Regions from separate parts of the Mus musculus genome. Here all the other regions are linked to region 3. A link is a contact called in public Hi-C and promoter capture Hi-C data. All regions are on one chromosome and are shown on one strand. The core of a region is the stretch at or near the end of the contact, and the rest is flanking DNA. Distances in the headings are between cores, read along the strand shown.

Region 1 (4,122 bases), core at 1,452-3,951, 2.5 Mb after region 3:
CTTCATCACGGAGCAGTGGAGCCATTCCAAGGTAATCACCGAGGCTTCCTAGTGGAGACTGTTGGGAAAGTGAAATAGGATTTCTAAAACACTGTGAAGGGTTGCGTAGCACCCAGACAGGCAATGAGGGAAATGAGAAACATGAGTGAGATATATACCCATCAATCAATGGTGCCTTGTGCTTTTATGTGATTTCTGTGTATCGTGACTTTCCAGAATTGCATTGAGTCAGGGTGTTGTTATCAGTCGTGTACCATAGAATGGAAGTCCTAAGCTGTAAAGCTATAGCTAAAGTTTAGATTCTGGCTTTATGTTCCTTGACAAAGTGGCTTTCAAAGTATGTTCCCAAGAATGGAGTCTCAATGATGGCTGCAAAGAAATATATAATGTTAACCAGAGCTTGTTTTATAAGATAATGTACCATGTGCAAATTCACATGTGCTATTGCATCATAAAACCAAGTGATTTCTAAAGCTTTCAAATCTGTTGATGGCCTGTTTACCACTAGTATCCAATGGGCAAGAGGATTAACAAGATTGCTGGGAAGGAGTTAGACTGCATTTAGTATGATTTTCAGGGAATACTTAGGAACCACTTACCTCATAAACACACGTAGGGGCAAGACTTAAATGAACCTCTTTCTGCTCTTTCCTGCCAGTGAGGGGTGCCTGCATGATGTGCTAGCCTGGTGTGTTACTATCTGGACGCTCCTAGTTTAGGGTGGCAGATCTTGTTACTGAACAATGGTTTTAAAAGGTCAGGTGGGCTAAAGAACCAGATTTGCCAATAGACGATCATACTTTCGAAGAGAAGCTTCGGTTTAATTTAATTTTCCCTATATATCTCTTAGTTTATAGTTGTTTCTATATTGAAGTGTATTTTCTGGGAAAGTGTACCGATTGTTTTGGGGTGTGAGCTTCCAGAAGCCGCTATTCTGCCTTGGTTAAGGGACATGAAAGACATAGTTCTTTATCTCTTAGGTCACAGGTTAAAAATAATTTGAGACTCGTCTGCAAATATTTTATGCTTCTTTCAGCTATTGTTAGGAATTGCAACCCTCAAATTATTTTCTACCATACATCTCAGCTATAAGTGATTAAAAATAGACAGAGAGGAGAGGAGGATGTAGTTGCAGATTGCAGGACATAAAAACTGCAAATCCTGCTAAACTGTGCAAGCCATGGGGAACACTTCTCACAGGTGTTCAGTCCATAGGGCTTGCTCATTTTCTTCCCCTCCAAGAACAGTTAAAAGTGTTGGGTGGAGGCCTCCGAAGCACCCTCACCCCCTGCACCTTAGATTTCTGGGAGTGCTAATTCTTGTGGTCGGTAGTATTGGCTAAGGCAACCTCGCTGCTTTCAACTCTCAAGTGCAAGGGCCTGGAAGCTGGATGCCTTGATCATAGAATTTCCTGCTGCTCTCCGTTTGCCAGAACTCCATTCTCAGGACTCATAAAATGCTTACTTTCAATATAACCTTCATGGGCAGGAAGATATGTTACGGCTATAACTTTAAAAAGGGACTCTACAAACAATTACAGTTCTTCATGTTCTTTTTGGGGTTATGAATTTTGCAGCTTGCCTCCCGTAGTTATTTTGAATAGAGGTAGCAGTAATAATAAACATACCAGTTTGGGTCTGTATTTAGTAGAGCGAGCCAGGCCAGCTAGAAGATGTTTGGATTCTAAAAATATAAAGACCATCAGTCAGATTAATGTCCCTTCTCACGCTGGTTACCTCAGGTGCTGGCGCCTGCAATAAGCTGACATTCCAAGGTGGATTTAAAAAAAAAAGCAAGCTGCTCCTTCGGAAGGCTCCAGAATGCAGTGAGTGTGCATTCATCAGATCTCAAACCCACCCCGGAAGCAGCACTAGCTTTGGCTGGACTCGAAGATATTTACTCCGGACACTATGCCAAGACATTAACAGCTGCCGGATTAATTATTTATGGCCTTTGTGTCAATCATCTAAGACAAGATCCAAAGAAAAATATTTTAAAGTCGAGTCATCTGTTTTTTTTTTTCAGTCTTTGCTGCCTTCCACAGTTCCCTTGTCATTTGTTACTCTTGAATTTCTTCCCGAAGAAGTCATCTTAGAAGACTGAGCCCTTCAAATTATGTTTCCTTCCCCCCAGTGTTTTCTTTGAAGTGCTCTCCGTCGCAGAAATAAGCGCCCTGGCTGTGTCTACACTATTTTCAGAAGATGGCTTACACCGGGGGAACCCCTGACACGGTTTAGTTTTTGAAACTTCAATCAGCGAGGTCTGGCAGTAGGAGCAGGCGAGCCCCTCCCCTGCGCACGAGCCTCGCAGGTCCTTGCTGGGCTGCGAAGCCCTGGGTCCCCGCGGAGGCTGATCTGTGTCGCCCGCCAGCCGGGAGCTGCACGCGGGGGCAGAGCCCATACTTGGTGGCGAGCATCTCCAAGAAGAGTTTTAGTCCGCTCGGCCAGTAGGTGACACGTCGGCCCCCGCGCGCGCGAGGTTTGCGTCCCGCCTTGGGGAATCCCCCCACCCCCGACCCCTGCTGGAGGCTGAGGGGCGCGTGGGACCCGGTGACCAGGCGGCCTTCCAGGCTGCGCCGCCCCCGGGGCGTCTCCACGGCGTTCCCCACCCCAGCCGCAGCATCCCGCGCCGAGCGCCTCGCAGGTCCTCACGCCTGTCCCCGTGGCCCGCGCGGACTCGGCACACGCCCCTCACCTGGGCGAGGCCAGGCGCGCAGGCGCCGAGCGTGGAGACCGCGAGCGGCCGCTCAGCCCGCGCTCCCGCTGGGTCGGACAGTTCCGGGGGCCCGCGGCGCAGAGCTGTCGCCGGTGCCACCGCCCCGGGCTGCCGCAGACCGCGGGAGAGCGTCTGCGCGGAGCTCCAGCGCAGCCCTGGCGGGAGCGCCGCCTCCCAGGCGCCGGCCACATCCCCCCGGCCTCAGGAGCGGCTGCCCCGCGCGCCCGCCGCCCGCCGCCCGCGCGCAGAGGTAAGCCTGGGGCGAGCAGCCCCGCGCCGCGTCCGCGCCTCTCCCCACCGCCTCCGCCCAGGCGAGGGACGGAGTTTGCGCTGCGTCCCGCCGCCCCACTTGTAGAGGCAGGCGCCTGGCCGCTGCCCCGGCCGCAGAGTCGAGGCTCCCCCTAGCCCCTCGAGTCAAGGAGTAGGACGTAGGAGTAGGACGTAGGAGTTCGTCGGGCAAGGAGTCCCCAGGGTGGGCTCGGAGAAGCCAGGGTGGGAAGGGAGCATAGAGATAGACGGGGGGGACAAGGAAAGCCTCGCAGGGGGTCAGTGGCAGTGCCTCTCCCCTCCCGGGAACTCCGGGGGGTTTTGCAGACTCCCTTTTTGCCAGAGGGAAATGAATAATTTGGGTACCGAGGTGTGAGGGCAGGATGACTGTGGAAGCTTAGGGTCCCAAGGGCATTCTGCAGAGAAAAGACCAGCAGAAAGGTGAATGGTGCGGCTCGAGAGCAGATGCTCAAAGTTTGCACTTGTTGGGAGCTGGGAAGGGCAGCCTGGGTTAGCAAGAGCTGGTGAAGGTGTCAGCTCAGGGTGGGAGGACTCTGCGGGACAGCGGAAGGGAGGAGAGAAACGGGAGGGGGAGGACCATCTGCTTTGCCTCTGCTGTGTGCTGGCCTTGGGATGAGGAGAAGACTAGACGGAGGTCTCTCATGCTTTGCTTCCTATGGCTCTGGAGATCACTCAGATGGCGAGTGTCCTGGGTCCTTCAAGGAAAAGAAAATGCCCCCGCCCCCATGAGCACAAATAATTTTGGAATGACCTCAAAAGTTCCTGGATTTGGAAACATTTTCATCTAGAAAGGAGGTTGGCGGTTCTCTCCGGTTTTGCTTATCTGATGAGCAGCACACAGAGGCTATTGCAAACTTTGTCACAATGAAGCAAAATATAGGCAAAATAGATGCTCCAAATGGGGCAAAAACATTTGTGTTGTCGGGTAGACTGGCAGCGTCCATACAGCTTGGGAAGGACTGAGAAATATATTTATTAAATGAAGAGGCAGTTTTCCAGAAAGTTACTGTGCAGCATCTCAAACATTTAGGCTCCAGATAACTCCCTTTAGTGTTTCAGGGTCTGCTTTTGCCTGTTTCCAGAATCCTTCAATCTTATTTTAATGTCATGCATGCTTTG
Region 2 (4,036 bases), core at 756-3,255, 2.4 Mb after region 3:
TGGCTTCCTACCTCTTGATATTTTCTGTCTGAAGATGCTCAGAGCACACTGGATCAAGCCTGTTCTTTTTTTGTGCTCTGATGACTATCTGGGGACCTGTTGTAACCATTTGTATTATATGCGTTTCAGGAGGCCTACTAATTTCACTAGACTTCAAAGAAGCAGATAGAGGAAAAGGCTCTGGTTTCCTACAGAGATGTAATTACAAAAATCACAGGTTCTTAAAGAGCTTTAAAAGACCTTGGGCATTATTAAGTGTAATACATCTAATCGAGGCTGAAATGCCCAAATGGAAGTTTAAAGCAGCCCAGCCTTATAGCTTTCAGCTGGGCAGCTCCCAGCTATCTGCTTAAACAGAAGGTCTTTCAGATGCTCAAGACAGCATGTCAGTTCCAAGGTCCCATGTGACGGTCCCTTCTTTTGGTATTTTTTAGCTTAGCATATCAGAGGATGAGCTGGGAGGCTCTGAAGAAATCCATCAATGGTCTCATCAACAAGGTCAACATCTCTAATATAAGCATTATTATCCAAGAGCTCCTTCAAGAGAACATTGTCAGAGGGAGGTAAGTAGCCAGAACCTTGTATATTTCATAGTAACTCATTGAAAGAAGCATAATGTCTCTGAACAGTAAGCATTGATTTGTTATGCTACTTCATTTTAAAGGTTTTTGTGAATGTTTATTTGAAATACAGTTCTTTTTAAATGTAGGCTGTTAAATAACTTAAACCATGTTGTTCAAGAGTAATAAACCAGTGCTTTTGGAGATTTGCTATCATGCCATAGTTTTGCGTGGATATTTATTGAATGTCTCCAATAATTTAAATCCATGAGGCATAACAATTATTAAAATATGCTATTTCAAACCACTTTATTTTTTTTTAATTGGCATAAAATCTTTATAAATTTTTTAGTAACAGTGTGCTACTTTAATATGTATATTCTGTGTTGTCATGTGTCAGGATTTCTTTAATTTTTTTTAATGCTGAGTGGCATTCCATTGTGTAAATGACATTCCCTGTCTGTCATTGACATGGCACTCACTCCCTTTGGCTCTTGTGGGTAATGGTGTGGGGGTGTGCGGTGTAGCTCAGAGGCTTAGTCTTCCCTGCTGGCTGCACTGCTGCGCATTCCTGTTCACAGTCCCTGTGTGCTTCCTGTTCTCTGCCTCCTTGGAAACGCTCACCTTTGGTTATTTTTATGGCAGCCATTATTTAGGTATGAGACGATACATCGTGTGCCTTGACTCTGTATTCGTCTGATAGGTGATGCTTCATGTCAGCATGTCTGTATCGTCTTGAAATGTCTAGTTAGATGTTTTGTCAGGCTTTGAAACTAATGTTTTATTACTTTGGCAGATATTTTGGATATTAGCTCCTTAAGAGATAAACGGCTTGCAGATCCTTTCTCCCATCTGTATTTGTCTCTTGGCTTCTTGCATGGTTTCTAGCACTGTCCAGAGCCTTTTAGATCAGTGCAGTGCCATTTGTCAAGTTTTCTTGGGTTATTTAGTTCTGTTTAGAAATGTGTCAATCCAGGCAGATATTGTCAAGCTTCCCTCCTGGAAGTTGTACAGATTCTGTTTGTTAATCAGTTTAGATTGCTTTGTGTGTGTTGCGTAAGATTAAAGTATGTTTTTATTTCTCTGCATGTTGGCATCTGGCTTTCCTATCACTTTGGAACACATTGCCTTTATGTCAAAATACAATTAAATAAAAATGTATGAATTTATCTCTAGGTGTTTTGTTCTGTTCTCTGTTGGTTTCTATTAAGCTTTATGGCAGTACCATGCTGTTTTTATTACTATGTCTTTGTGTAGTAGTAAGTTTTAAATCAAGTAAAAGGTGTCTCTTGCTTTTTCTTTCTTTCCTGAAGATTTTTTTTTTTTTTTTTTGGCTATTTGTATTTTTTATACTCTTAATTTTAAGAGCTTTTTTTCTTCTGGAAAATGCCACTAGAACTTGGATGGGTGGGTACTCCATTGAACTTGGGTAGTTTAATGAACAGCATAGCTTGTTCCTGACCCTGCAGGCAGAGTTCCCAGCATCGCTGCCGAGATGGTGTCACCTTTCGGTTTGTTATTTTGTCCTTTATTCCAGTTCACGTTCTAATTAGAGCAGAGTGAGAAGGGGGTGGCTGGGGAAGATGAGCAAGAAATGTGAAGAAAAATGAAGGGAATCATCATGTTTTATTTGAATTCCAGCAGCTGGTGGTGTTTTTGTTTTTTTTTTGTTTTGTTTTGTTTTAAAGATTAAAGAAATGGAAATAAATATCACATATCTCTTAGTTTTCAATCTGAGTGCTGTCATGTGTGATTTCACATTACCTTGATTATACTCATTGAAAACTAGGACTAAGCTCAGGGAACCGTGTTTTGGGGAACAGAAGGTTGGCCTGGAGCCTGCCACTGTCCTTGGAGATAGCAGAGCTCTGTTCCCTTCACCTGGAAAACAGGCCAGGCAGGCATAGACAAGTGGCCTGCCTGGCTTCCGTCTTAATCCAGGTTCACTTTCTTCTTGCAGCTCAGGAATTCTCACTCTCTTTCTTACACATAAAGAGTGAGCGACTCTACCACTGTGTTGTCTGTCACTTCATCTTAGGTCACCCGTGTCCTTACCTTTGTGCCGCTAAACCTACACCAACAGAAGGAAACAGCTCAGAGCTGTGTCCCAGCACAGTTATTGTATGTTAAGTGATGGACTCATGTCAGAAACTTTATGCTGTGTACATTTTATACTCGTCAAGCAACTTGTTTTTAATGCCACTATTTTTTGGTTTTAGTTTATTTAAAATATTTTTCATACAGTATATTTCAATCATGTTTTTCTCTGCCCTGATCCTTTAAATCTGATTAGATGAAATGTGAATAGAAAAACAGTAACTTTATTTAGAGAGAAATTTTTGAAAAAAATTACCTCATTTTATTTTACAATTTTATTTTCATAAAAGCATTTTTTAAAATTGATTACCAAGATGTACTCTTTTCCTAGGAAATGAAGTAAAGATTTAATTCCGAATGGGCTTTTACTATTCATGATTAGAAAATAGTTTTTCTTGATTTGACATATTTTTTTAAATTGCTTGTTTGACTATTGACTTTTGCTGTATTTTGAATAGAGGATTGCTGTCCAGATCTGTTCTGCAAGCCCAGAGTGCGTCTCCAATCTTCACTCACGTTTATGCAGCTTTGGTGGCAATAATCAACTCAAAATTCCCACAGATTGGAGAATTGATCCTCAAGAGACTAATTCTTAATTTTCGGAAAGGCTATCGAAGGAACGATAAGGTGTGTATGAGTGGCTTATAAGTAGATTGTCGCATGAGGTTGTTCCAGTAAGCCAGCCTCTATAAAAGTGAGCGTGCTGACTTCACGTGTAAACTGCTCAGTCTGCTAAATATCCTCTGGCCACTTCGATGATGGCTGCCTGTGTACTTCTTCTACTTTAGCTTTCATAGCTACTTCATGTCACTATTCCTGCATGAAAATGATTCCCTGTGTTCCCTTGTAAAGAGCATATTATTGATACAGGAAGACTGATGACAGTTGATGGGTTAACTGTCTTTACTTTGATTTTTCAGCAACTTTGCCTGACTGCTTCAAAATTTGTGGCACATCTTATTAACCAAAATGTGGTAAGTAATTATCCTTAAAGCCTGATCAAGCTTAGTGGGATAAGGCCATGGCCTTGACCCCATTTCCTTTTGTCACTGTTTGATCATCTTGGGTGCGATTTGAAATGTGTTTTAAATGCACCTGATATTCTTGTATAGAGAAAATCTATATGTTATAAGGTATTTTGTTAGACTGATATGGCTCAATACTGTGTGTGCTCACTGAGCCACTTAGGAGCACTGGCTGCTCTTTCAGAGGACCTGAGTAAAATTCCCAGCGCCTACATAGCAGCTCACAACTGTAACTCCAATTCCAAGGGATCTAACACCATTATACAGAGATATACACACAGGCAAAATACCAGTGCACATGAAATAAAAAATAAATCATTAAACAGTGATAACGAGTACATCAGTAGTCATGCA
Region 3 (4,135 bases), core at 945-3,444:
ATAACCGTTTAAGCACATCAGTATAAATATCCCGATATTTAAAAGAGAAAGTTTGCCTACCGGGTTTTTATCAGGATGTAACTTCAGTGCTAATTTCTTAAAGGCTTGTCTTATTTCTCTACTGCTTGCAGTTTTCGACACTCCAAGTAAACTGTAAAAATTCTGATCTGTGCCCACCACAACGACCACGTACAGTATCAGAAGACAGAGACTGATCCTCTTCAAGTCTCTGATAAAGTCATCTTTGTTTAACCAGACTCCCATTCTCTTTCTTATGAAAGTTCTGACTTATGTGAACATTAAGATACAATGCTGGGTCCGGTGGTTAAAATAGACACACGTGAGAATCTCTGTCCACATAACTTCAAGGGTCAATCAAGCATCTCGGGAACACAGCTCAGAAATGTTAACCTAAAGAGAGCAAACCAGGCAGTTAAAATACTTTTCAGACTTAACATTTATAGCATGATTTGTCAAGCGACACAGCCAGTAATACAGTTTCCACACTGAAGGTCACATCCCTGTGAATAGCTTTGAACCCCTATTCTCCAGGACCCTCCCTTGCCCCTGTATTCAGGTAGGCATGTTTGTAAAATCACTGATAGCAGGAAAAAGGTAATGAGTAGTAGTAGCTAGCTAGCTTTCAAGAAAAACACAGGCACACATATGCGAGAGAAAGAGAGAGAGAGAGAGAGAGAGAGAGAGAGAGAGAGAGATGGGGGAGGGAGGGAGGGACAGAGACAGAGATACTGAGAGAGACAGGGACAGAGACACAAAGGCTCTGGTCAATATGATGCTACCAGGATAAGACTCAGCAGTATTTCTTTTCTCTCCCAGCACGCTGCCCTTTCTAATACCTCCTCCCTTTCAGCTCCTTCCACGCCTGGAAAGCTTATCAAGTTCCTTTTTTAAATCTAATCTCATTTGTAGAGAATGCCTTCGAGGGAAAAACAAGGAAGCATGAAGCTTTTCCAAGAGGGTTGTACTTTTTTACATAACCGTTTAAGAACATCAGTATAAAAATAGATAACTTAAAAAAGCAGGCCACACAAGTTCTCTAAAGTGTTAGCACCAAGAGAAGATATTTTATAATAATTGCAAATCAATGCAATTTCACTGTAAAGCTCCTGTCTGGAGTAAAAACTAGGAAAACAAAGAGCACCAGGCATTGCTTGAGGGTAAAACCCTAACATTTAACCTTACAGCTAAACTAGTCCTCTTTAATATCTTCAAATGCTTTGGGGGAAAAAAAAAAGATCTAACTTCCCTAACCTCCTCAGTTTCAGCTCTCTTCCCTTAAGTCCGGATATGTTTCTAAGTATTTCTCCTTACCTGGGAACAGGCCTCACCTCACGTCTAACTCCCTTTTTTCACCCGCCTCCCCTAATAGCCCTTTGTAAAATATACTGACAGTAAAACAGAAATACCCAGACTGACAACCATCAGGAAGGAAAACAAATGAAGAACAAATCTCAACAAAGGCGACTTTGGGATAAGGTGTCCCTCGGCTTAGGGTGGGTTCAGGCAAAGCCTGGGAATAACTGAACAGCCTGGGGCCAGTGAGGCTGCAGGTAAACGCAGTGTTAATGAGGGATGCTGCCACCGCTCCAGAGCGGGATCGGGGAGAGGCGAAAGACAGAGGGTACGGGGCTGGCAAGGGTGCGCCTTGAGGTCCCAGGTCGGACCAGGGAGAGAGACCCCGAGTTAGAAAGTGCGAGCAGAAGGGGGCTCGCAGAGGTGGGGTGGAGGGGGCCGTGAAAACCCGGCGCAATGGGGGCACCGAGGCGGTGGGATGGGTCTGGCGTCCTCCCTCCCTGATGCCCCCGCAGTGCGTGGAGCCCGGCCCGCGCCCACCTCGGCGTCCTCAGCTACTGCCCCATCCTCAGGTCGCCGAGCTCCGGACCCGGCAGGACCGGACGCTGCCTGCGAACGCGCGCAGCAGCAATTCTGCCGCTCCCGTCGCGCCGGCGGGGCGGGGCCTGGCGCGGGGCATTGTGGGAAAGGCGTGGGCGAAGGCCGACGGGTGGCCAGCAGGGAGGGACGGGTGGGACCGCCGAGGCTGACGTGGCCTTCTGTGTGGCTGCGGCGGTGGCTGCGGGTCCCGCTCCTAGCCAGAGATAGGGAAGCATCCCGCAGCGCGGCCCACAGGCATCTTGCGGCCGTAGTCAACCGCTGGCGGAAGGAAGGGTGTGAAGCCCGCCTTTTCCGGTCCCGTTGCCAGGGCGACGGGAAAACCCGGGTGGAGAGATCCGGCTCTCTGGAGGTTTGGTTAAAGGGTGGGTATCCTTGAAAGGGCAGATTTGGCAGAAAGTGGAGAACTTGTCTGAATTGACCCCGTTGCCAGGGACCGGACAGAATAATTAAAGTTTTCTAGAAATAAAATTGTTTACAACTTTTATGTATCAACAAATATGAAGCGTTCTACAGGATTTCTGGATTTGTGAATCTGCCTTCTGATCCTCTCCTTTACTGGATTTGTTACAGAAACTGCAGTGTTTGAGTCATGACACTTTGACCGTTGAAGTAGACACATTAAAGTCCCTGAAAGAGGAAGTGATGGAAGCTGGTGGTAGTGATTTGAAATAAGTAGAAATTGATAGTGAGTCTTTGGGTAGTTAACCAGATGTCAGTTAATAATTTTATGGCTGTAGGACCTGTTGCTAAACCAACATATTGTAGGAAAGAAGCGGAAGTATAACGAACAAAGGCAGAAATATCAGAAAGAGCCTGAAGTAGCAGCTGTTAACCTGTACCAGGAACTGGCCGAAGTACACACGCGTTAACTCAGCCCTAAAATATTCTCGGGAGATACAGCTGATTATCATACACATGTCAAAATGGAAAATAAATGGGTAACTAAAAATTGAGGAAAATAAGATTAACACTTAAACAACCTAGTTCATTATGCCACGGTGATCCAAAACTCCTTAGAAAAAAATCTAAAAGCAAAACAGAGAACTGAAGAATCAAGTGGAAACTAATAGGTTTTTGTTACCATAGTGAATACATTTCAACTTATATTTTTAGATGGTAAGGAAGCTTCTTAAAGCTTTATTGTAAAGGACTGGAGTTGCATCTTACATAGTTTGCAACTCCTGAAGGGAGGATTCAAAGGAGATGCTTAGGAAAGGAAAAGCAGAGAAAACACAGACACACAGGCAGCATGCCACAAGTAATTTAAAGCAGTGTGTAAAACATTTTCTCTTCTCTGGGATATGTACTGGTGGGTAACAAGAGCAAAGACTTTCTGCTCCTAATAAATTGGATGATAGAGGGACACATTAGCCTGTTAGTTATTCAAATATATCTGTAATTAGGAAGGAAAAAATATGAAACACAGATCACAGTAAGACCAAAAGGTAGAAACGACCATCCAACAGCTTTCAGCTCATTTTAAGAGGTTTTATGGCTCAGTGGTTAAGATTACTGGCTGCTCTTCCAGAAGACAGAGTTCAATTCCCAACACCCACATGGCAGCCCACAACTATCTGTAACAGCAGTTCCAGAGGCTCTGGCACTCTTGCACAGACATGTAGGCAGAACACCAATGTGCATAAAAATAAACAAATCTTTAAAAATAAACTTAAAAGTCCTCCCCCTTTTCAATGGGAAGCTGAAGAAGAGTTTTAAGTGATGAAATGTTTTATGTAAGGATGACTTTGCTTAATTTGAAATGATCTTAAAGTTACAAGGAATTAAATGTTGTAGTACAAAAAAATTGTTTTTCTCAAAAGTTTGGGAGTAAGTTGACTTCTCCCATGACCCCCCCCACCCCCCAAAACTAGTGTGTGTTTTTTTCACAGATGGGATGCTTTCTTTTAAAAGTACAACCTTCGAATATGGGAAGTTTCTGTGAACACATTATCAGTGTCTAGTCCACAAATGTCAGATTCCGGTTTTTCCAATTATCAGTAAGACTTCCCAGTATGAGGATCTAGTAAGGAGCTATTTTTCTTTTTTTCTGTTTAGCACAATCGTGTTTTAGACTTCCTTAATGAGAAATGTTTATCCAGTTTTCCCAGATTTCAAGGTCTTAAACTTGTATAGAATTCAGGCCAGTTGTGTTATAGATACTATAGATAGATCCTATTTTTATGTGACTGAGGATTCTTCATGATTTGATTTAGTTGTGTTC

What was found. Promoter capture Hi-C pulls out the DNA fragments that hold promoters and counts their contacts. Hi-C and Micro-C count contacts between places; a contact is called where the count stands out from the background.
Region 1: a promoter capture Hi-C map of stem cell-derived epiblast-like cells shows a contact between it and region 3, with 3 times the contacts expected there. The contact joins the promoter of Zfp385b here to the promoter of Dnajc10 in region 3. A contact is called at or near these places in 2 of 39 promoter capture datasets (hippocampal neurons and stem cell-derived epiblast-like cells).
Region 2: a Hi-C map of pro-B cells shows a contact between it and region 3, with 4 times the contacts expected there. The contact joins the enhancer-like site here to the promoter of Dnajc10 in region 3. A contact is called at or near these places in 8 of 39 promoter capture datasets (the 3T3-L1 cell line, the HPC-7 cell line, cranial neural crest and 4 more), 17 of 484 Hi-C or Micro-C datasets (B cells, CD4 T cells, DN3 thymocytes and 7 more) and 4 of 115 datasets of contacts at active chromatin or transcription factors (astrocytes, extraembryonic endoderm stem cells, large pre-B cells and 1 more).

Annotation. Positions count from the first base shown.
Region 1 is chr2:77,815,395-77,819,516 of GRCm38.p6, reverse strand. It overlaps Zfp385b (zinc finger protein 385B), which reads left to right and starts at 2,701. Exons shown (of 10, transcript NM_178723.6): 1 at 2,701-2,965.
Region 2 is chr2:77,923,735-77,927,770 of GRCm38.p6, reverse strand. It overlaps Cwc22 (CWC22 spliceosome-associated protein), which reads left to right. Exons shown (of 20, transcript NM_001362658.1): 6 at 435-563; 7 at 3,116-3,284; 8 at 3,578-3,631. Among named protein-coding and RNA genes, the nearest start is that of Cwc22, 21 kb to the left of the region's middle. Within about 2 kb of position 2,005, at least 14 of the 459 cell types and tissues checked have an H3K27ac peak or open chromatin away from gene starts, as enhancers often do.
Region 3 is chr2:80,313,525-80,317,659 of GRCm38.p6, reverse strand. Dnajc10 (DnaJ heat shock protein family (Hsp40) member C10) reads right to left here and starts at 2,194. Exons shown (of 23, transcript NM_024181.2): 1 at 1,855-2,194; 2 at 61-411. The coding sequence starts at 264.